Regions from separate parts of the Rattus norvegicus genome. Here region 1 is linked to region 2. The links are chromatin contacts, called in public Hi-C maps. All regions are on one chromosome and are shown on one strand. The core of a region is the stretch at or near the end of the contact, and the rest is flanking DNA. Distances in the headings are between cores, read along the strand shown.

Evidence for each region. A called contact is a pair of places that touch in the nucleus more often than the background predicts.
Region 1: a Hi-C map of Schwann cells shows a contact between it and region 2, with 5 times the contacts expected there. The contact joins the enhancer-like site here to the promoter of Slit3 in region 2. A contact is called at or near these places in 11 of 12 Hi-C or Micro-C datasets (the A7r5 cell line, Schwann cells, frontal cortex and 6 more) and 1 of 1 datasets of contacts at active chromatin or transcription factors (oligodendrocytes).

What each region holds. Positions count from the first base shown.
Region 1 is chr10:20,373,453-20,377,438 of GRCr8, forward strand. All of the region lies in intron 4 of Slit3 (slit guidance ligand 3), which reads left to right. Among named protein-coding and RNA genes, the nearest start is that of Mir218-2, 200 kb to the right of the region's middle. Within about 2 kb of position 1,334, at least 4 of the 93 cell types and tissues checked have an H3K27ac peak or open chromatin away from gene starts, as enhancers often do. A contact at or near this core is called in Schwann cells, where this site is marked.
Region 2 is chr10:20,073,040-20,077,342 of GRCr8, forward strand. Slit3 (slit guidance ligand 3) reads left to right here and starts at 2,890. Exons shown (of 36, transcript NM_031321.1): 1 at 2,890-3,377. The coding sequence starts at 3,181.

The DNA.
Region 1 (3,986 bases), core at 84-2,583, 300 kb after region 2:
TAACACCAGATATTTCCCCCTTGCCAATAAATACCCTGGCCCTGGCCCAGTGTTTTAAGTGATGACCTAATCCATTGCACGGATATGATGCTTTAATCTCCCCAATAACGAGTTTGTCTTTGTTTATCTTTTCTCCTGAAATTTCTGCAGTGATCAGCAGGGATTTGCAGATGTATCTGTCTCCATGATTGTGTCTTTAAGTCCGTAGCCTTGAAGCACCTGGCCAAAGGCTATACAGAACATTCTGGAATCTTCTTGAAACTCCCCTGCTTGGCATAAGTTGGAAAGTTCTATGGATGCTAGGAAGAAGTTTGGCTCTGGGGAGAAGACAGTCCTTGGTCCTAATCCTCCCTGTTGGGAAAATGGCTTCTGTCCCCTAAACCTCATTTCTATTGACATCATTCAGGGATGGAAGGAAAAGCTTTTGTTTCAGCCAGTCAGAGGCCGTTTGATGAAGTCAGGCATTCCGAGCCTTTCAGATCATACCTGGTCTTGGGAGCAGCCTTCACCTCAGATGTGTTGGAACATGCAGGAAAATTTAACTCGTTTCCCAGTCTGCCTTCTCCATCAACTTGCCCAAGTGCCTGAACCTGGGCACTGCTCCATGGTGCATTTTGGGTGAGGAGGAGAGAGTGTGGGGGCTGGAATTTGAAAGCCCTGCAGAACTGGTCTAGTTCTCCTTTGCTGTACCAGAATAAAAAACCTCTTTGAACAAATGGCCCCAAGATAAAACCACACTGGGGTTTGAGTCTTCTCAGGGTGGGGCACATTCTCCAGGAGGTGGAGCTGGCATGGTTCTGTTGAACAAGCTGACGTTTGGTCCCACAGTTCTGAAATCTCAGAGCTCAGGGGAGAGACCTTTGGATCCCCATTCTGTCTCTCACAGGGCTTTTAAGGCTACAGAGAGAAAACATGCCTGCTGACCCCCAGCAGAGCTGTATACACTTCCTTTCCTTTGCCCTGGCTGAAACCTACAAAGGTGAACATTGAGAAAGCCTGTGGGAGGCTGTGTGGTATGTGGTAAGCTTTGTGCTGAGCCCGAGTCCCTCAGTATGCCCTCGCTTTCACAGCGGCAGGCACGTTTGTATGTTTGGGTTTTCCAGGAGGGATAAATCACACAAACAGAGGGCCTCTGGATTCCTTGGGGGAGCCCAGCCCCCTCAAATTGAACACATGCCCCATTCTGCAGGCTGTACAGAGCAGGCTGCACACGCTGCTCTGGTCTGAAGTGCTTTCTCTGCAAAACTCATTCTTGGAGAGAACTTTCTTTGTGCCACAGTTCAGCCTTTTAGACTAAACAGACAAAGAAAAAATAGTGAGGTGAAGGGCCAGAAGGGTTCCTTCTGTGCAGCAGAGGAGAGAAGGGATTGCCGGGCTTCGTGGCCTCTGCTGTGGTACCCAAGCCAAGAGGGATGCTGGGAAATAGATCCCCTTGCTCATTGTGTCCTGATCCCTCTTTGTTTTTCTCTCTGCTTGGATGGTGCTGTGAGCTTGTCTGGCCTCCAAATGCACATCTTGTCCTCTTTGGGCCCCAAGCGGGCCTGTGGTATTTGGCCTGCATAGCAGCCTTCGTTTAAAATCAAAGCATCGAAGGTTGATCTGGTTTGAACACAAATCCAGAGCTTGGGGCTCTTTGGCATGTGAGCCCCTTGGGGCCGAGAGTTCTGTTCCTCCCACCCCACCATGAGCCTAGAGTGATGTTGAAGAATTGTATCCTCTTTGATGCCTGGGAAACCAATGCCTGGCTAGTTTCTCCATCCTCCAGTCCTGTCCACCCAGCAGTTGAGTTGATCTGGGGTGCATGCATCCTGTTTTTATTACAAGGTGCGTTTTTTGCTCACAGGCCCTTTCGCTCCAGCCACCCCCCCCCCAGGTCCCTGCTGCTGTGAGCAGAGATCCCCTCATTCCATTAACATGCTAATAGAGCGGGGACGGGATGGCAGCCCTCACCCACCTCACCCCACCTCCAAGGTTAAGCCTCCAACCCGGGGAGAGCATCTTGGACCAGCAATTTCGGGAGACAGTTAAAAGATTAGATAGTAAATTTACTTAACAGAGACTAATCGCCTGGGGCTGGGTTTCATATCCTGTTTTGAAATAATGTATTTTCTTTTTGTGCTCTGGTCTGAATCTGTCATCCCTCTTCTAATAATGAGAGGCAGAGGATTTTTAATCTTTGACCCTCTTCCATATAATCTAATCATAGCGGTTTTCTGACCCCTCTTCTCCTTATTTGGCAAAGTTCTGGAAAGAAAGAGAATCCTTTCTCGGGCTTAGCTGAGCCGTGGTCCACTTCTCGCCAAGGGTCCGGGTTTGATATGCTGTTAGCAGTCCCTTCAACTGAGGTCCATTCAACAGGAGGAAGAAGAAAGCCAAAGATGCTGGTGTCCGAGTCAGGTGAATGGAGGGAGCAACAAGGTGACAGATGTTCCACACCCAGGTGGCCTGTGAGCCGAGGTGCACATGGGAACGAGCGGTCTGAGGCGAGGCACTTGTTGATGAAGCTAGGAATGAGTCTCCTCGTTATCCACACATGGAAACGTGTGCATTGAACATCCCTCTCAAGCTGGGAGGTCTTGGGAGTCTCCCCTTTCCTCTTAGGGTTTGGCTCGAAGACGGGCGTTTGACCCCAGGCAGTACATGCGGAGGCCTTCCTTTATGTGTGGAGTCTCTTCAGACTGTCTGGCTTTGGGAGTTGCCCTGACAGGAATCTTGGAGGAAGCTGGGAGTTTAGCTTCAGTTCCCGACTGAAAATGGAATGGAAACAAGTAAATACAGGGTTGCTCTCGCTTCCCCAGCCCCTACCCACCCGTTCTCCCCAACTTAAGAGGTTGTGATTATTGAAGGAGGCGTGGCCGAGATCCATCCACATACAGCACCTCCTGCTCGACCTCAGTGCCAGAATGAAACCATGGCCTTTAGCTACTCAGCCAGGGTTGTCCGGCTGAAAGTAAGAAAACACAGCCGAACCTACTTCATTAAATAAAGGGTTGTATTGAAAACATATGGGGCAGGGCTTCCAGAGTGAAAGGGACGTGGAGAAGAAAGGATTGTAGTCCCAAGGAGCCGGTCAACTTCTGAGAGTACTGAGAGAGACAGTGGCTTAACAGTCACACCCAGACTGCTGCTGAATGGAGACACCTCTGTCAGCCTTTCCCTCCCATTACCTTTGACTCACAAGACATAGAGGGAGACTCATGGGTTGGCGCGTCCTGTGTACTTGGCCAGGACAAGATAATGCATCTCGATTCCTTACGGTTCTGCCAGAATACATCCAGGGGGCAGCAAACTGAAGACTACAGAGGCAGGTAGCCAGAAGCCCGCTGGCTTTCCCCGGACCTACATCTCTCCAGAATCTGGCTTTGCTGGGGCAGCAAGCAGAGCGGTCCAAAGGAAGTTGAAACAATCAGCAAGGTTCCCTTCCCTCCACAGTACATCAACATCCTCACCTCTCTTGTGGACACCGCAGTAGCCAGTGTCTCATGAAAGCCGGGTGTTTAGGGGGAGGCCATTTCGTTCCTCTGGATCTCCTGGGTTCTACTTCTCACTTGCCTTTATTAATGGTTCTCCAGGGACCCTTTGCTCCCCACTCAGATCTCCCCCTCTCCCCAACATTCACAGCGGGATAAAGAATTCATAGAGAAAAATAAGCATCCAGTCCCCCATCCCTCTCTGTGTGTCGCGTCCTCTCCCTGTGTGTGTTGGCGTCGCCCTCCTGGGAAATGGGAGAAGGGAAACGGGTCCTTTTAGCCAGTGAATGGCGCTTTGTTATTTTGATGCATGAATGCTGAAGGAATAAGAGACAAAATAAAGTTAATAATACATCGCGGCGTAGATAATTCATCACTTAAATCAATAGGAACTGCAGGTCACTGAACTGGAACTGGTGTTACTGTGATCCAAACATGGAATTAATAATTGAAACTACACTGATGTGTCTTCCTGGAACGGGAAGACAGACAACCCCAGGGAGAGATGGATTCAGC
Region 2 (4,303 bases), core at 1,640-4,139:
TCCTTTTCTGTTCTCTCCTCAAAAAAAATTTTTGTGCTACCCCAGGCTTTATTCAAGCATAATGTTTCCGAGATCCTCACAAGCTACCGTTACTGTGTATTGCTTGCAACCAGAAAGACCTCATCTGACCATGGTGGCCTGGTAGAGAGACAGAACAGGTGAAGGAGAGACCTGAAGTGGGTTTTCTTTGGGGGATGGGTGGGTGGTTTGCTTTAAAGACTGGAAAAAAGGGGGGTGGGTGTTAAAAAGTTGGCTAAAACGGCTTTTGTAGAACACTGAAAATCATTCCACAGAGTGAAAAGTTATCTTTGGCATATGGGCATAGAGAATTCTACCCAACTGCCTGACCTCCTAATGATTTACCCAGACTTTAACAGTGGCGCTGGCAAATTCTTCCGTGAGGAGATTGACACACTATGAAGATGCCTCATGGTTAGGCAGAAGTGGGAACAGAACCGTGGGTCCTGCTCCACAACCTTTCAATAATTAGCTGGGTAGCTTTGCACAGAAGCCTACCTCTCTGATTCTCTTTCCTCCTTAGGAAAAGAGAAGGGGTGCATTATGTTTGAGACTCTGTGCTCACACTCCAAGGGAGTTTTATGTGAACGCCAGAAGAGGTTAACTGGAAAACCAGAGCCAGCAAACCTGCAGCGAATCTCCAAGAGGGGTAGAGTAAGGAACACCTTAATCTTTACTGGGGAAACCCTTTGCCCTAAGAAGACACATGTGGACCCAGGCATATCCAGAAGACAGTAGATTAGGTCATTTCTAAGGGTGTCTTTGCCCAAGTAATCCAGGTCTCTGTGCACCCTGCTCTTCTGCATATGCGTGTCTGTTTCACTTGAAGATGACTGATTCTGAAGAGCTCCCATAACCTGTAGTCTGTGTAAGGGGCCTTCTCCCAGGGAATAGCAAATTTGAATGCCTATGAGTCATTTAAAGAGCTAGTAGGCTCCCAACGGGCCCCCAACAGCTTAAATAGAAACACAGGGGCTAACCACTGTGCTCAGAGAACCCACCCAGGTCCAGGCTGCAGGGCTGCAGAACATGCTTTACTAGCATGCATGCATCTCAGCAGACAAAGACAACCCTACCCTTTGCTGCTCCAGACAGTCTGGGATGCTTTTGTGCTCTTGGGACCCTGCCTGGTCCTCTCTCATCTGCCTCTGTCCTGGTACTAAATTGGTTCAAGGTTTGTAGGAAAGCTTCAGAGGACTGAGGGAAAGGCATGTTTGGAGTTCTTAAATGCTGAAGTCACCACGGGAAGAAGAGCCTAGCTCTTTTCTGGCCACCAGAGGGCGATGGCGGCGGCAGCTGGGCAGAAAACAGTTCCCAAGAATAACAGCAGAAAACTGAATCTCACGTGTTTTTGAATGATGCTGGGGTTGGGGGTATGAGTGTGTGTGTGTGTGTGTGTGTGTGTGTGTGTGTGTGTGTGTGTGTGTGTAGGGGGCGTGGCCATTGAGTCCTTGGAGCTAGGTCTCTGAAAATCTGCTGGCATAATAAAATAAAATTTGCACCTCTGCTATATATTTACAGTATTTAGTCAAGTAGCTAAAAGTTTCCTTTAAGGAAAGTGAAGGAATCAGAGTAGCATTCATATAAGAGAAAAGAACGTTCGCAGGCGCAATTGTTAGTGGTATGGGAACATACAGGTTATTGTGTGTGTGAAAGTGCATATGATTTATAGTTAAGAGTATAGGGGTGTGTGTGTGTGTGTGTGTGTGTGTGTGTGTGTGTGTGTGTGTGTGTAAGACACTTTCAGACTTTTCCAGTACAAGAGGATCTCAAGGAAGTCTGGGCAATACTTCTTCCAGTTCCTGCCCCTTCCCTTCAAACAAACAAACAAAATCATTCCTACAAGTATTTATGGAGCCTCTAACATGGCCCTTCCCCACCGGCATCTGGAAAAGCTCAGACCAGCCAATTTAGAGCAGGCACTGGCAGAATGAAGGCAAGGCTGGGGAGGAGGGGGTGGGGAATGGGTCCCTTGCAGGCTACAACACTATTTTATAAAATCACGTTCTTTTCTTTGATGTGTCAAGGAAGTCGGACAGAACTCTGGCACCTTGATTTGAGGAAATAAAGGCTCACAGGTGACAAGATTGCCCTGAAGTCCCTTGACAGGAAGCAGATGGAGTGATGGTGTCAACATCGGGGTCCAAGTTCTTACATTCACTACATAGAGACAAAAACAGAGAGACAGAGACAGATAGACTGACTGACTGACTGTAACTGTGTGACTGTGGAGTTTTCTCTAATCCGTAAGTCCCCTAGGAAATAATTGTTGGCCTTGCTGTGAATACTAAATGGGGTAGGGACAACGTTACGACGGAGCATGCTTAGCACCTCAGTGATCTCGGATAAGCAGTTCACTTAGCCCAGCTTTGGCTTTTTTACCTAAAACATGAAGCCCAGTTTCTGATGCGCCCATGTCGGTATTCTGTATCCAGCTCGGTGACTGAATTAAAAACAAAAACAAAAACCAATGAAGCCACAAGGTTTATCAATCCTTGGTTCCCAAGAATAAATGGATTTCCATGTTTCTTTCCTGGCGGCCCGGCTGGTCAAGTCCCTTTCCTTCCCAGTTGGGTCTCTCTAGCTCCCCTGCCGCCTCCTCCCTCCAGGCTCTTGGTTGCTCCAGCAAAGTTCCCAACTTAGTCGACGTGACGCTCAGCGCAGCCAATGGGAGGCGGAGCTGGTGTTTTGGGAGGGGGGCGGGAGGGGCTGGGCCCCGCGTCTCCGGTGTCTGCCCTGCTCAGTGAATGGAGAGAGCGAGCGCCGGCTAGCTCTCCCGGCCACTCCGTGCCCCAGCCGCCTCCGTGCTCCGCAGCCCAGCCCTGAGCCGGACTTCCCAGGGCACTGTGCTCCTCGGCGCTCAGCCCAGGACCCAGACCGAATCCTCACCTCTGCCGGCCACCCACAGGGACCCGAGAGCGCTCCGTACCTGGGCACCGTGAGTGATGCGCAGCGGGGCAGCGCCAGCCCCACGGATGGAGCTGCTGCCGCCGCCGCCCGGCGCGCCCCGCTCCGCCCGCGCCCCGTGCGCCTGAGCGCCGCGCCCGCCCCTCCTCCGCGCCAACTCCGCCGCCCGCCCCCCAGGCCGCCCGCGCGCCTCCTCGGGCTCCTCGTGTCCCGCCGCGCCAAGCAGCCTCCTCTGGGTGCTGGCGCCTGTACACCATGGCCCCCGGGCGGACCGGGGCCGGCGCCGCTGTGCGCGCCCGCCTGGCACTGGCCTTGGCGCTGGCGAGCATCCTGAGCGGACCCCCCGCTGCTGCCTGCCCCACCAAGTGTACCTGCTCCGCCGCTAGCGTGGACTGCCACGGGCTGGGCCTGCGCGCCGTTCCCCGGGGCATCCCCCGCAACGCTGAGCGCCTGTGAGTACCCACCCCGCCCGCCCGCTCAGGCCACCCACCCCGCTCCTACAGGGCGCAGGTCCTTCTTTGCTCTCCCGTGTATGAGGGACGACCTCTGTCTTCCCTCCCCGGCTAACAGACACCCTCAATAAGTTGGGGGTGGCATGGCTTTGGGCAGGTGTGGAGAGAAGTGTCCGAGTTCCCCCCGCGATGGGACCGGGTAGTGCCTCTCTGGTTGAGGGCTCAGGGAAAGAGCTCAACCTCTGACAGCTCCGCAGAAGAAAGCTGACAGAAGGCAAGCAGAGAGTCAGGGAGCGTGGTAGTCTCAAGGTTTGGGATTGGGTAGGGAGGGGTCCATTACTTCTTGCTTTTTGTAAAGGGGGAGGTGAGGGAGCAAGCTGGACAGAGATGGGGAGTCTCGATCGCAGCCTCGAGACAGTATCGGCCCCCACCCCCAAAAAACGGCAACCCGCTTGGAGGTCAGAATGGGCCAGCTGCTGTGTGGCTGTCCTTGCAAGGAAAGTTGTGTGTGTACGTGAAGGTCTTAACTTCTGAAGAACCGGACGAATTCTGAGTGGGTGCTTTCAACACCCTCCCTGCCTGGAGCGCAGTTGGGGATGCCAAGTTGCAGCCCGGGTGAATTTTTTATGGCTGGGTTATAAATGCCTCCCCAAACGGGCCGGAGAATGGAAATGCTGACAGCCCTTTAAATGAGACCTAGCGCTATAATCTTACAAACCGCACTCAGCCTCGGATCCTGGGGTTGGCAGCTAGCGGAGAGGCTCTTGGAGAGTGGGGTGGATTGACCCTCGTTTTAACCCCAATTGTGCAACCAAATATTTACTTTTCTTATGTCAGCGTTTTGGAAAGATTTATCATTTTGATCCTCACGATCAAATTCAAAGTTTGGCCTGGGGGTGGGGTGGGCTCCTTTTAGTCCACAGTTG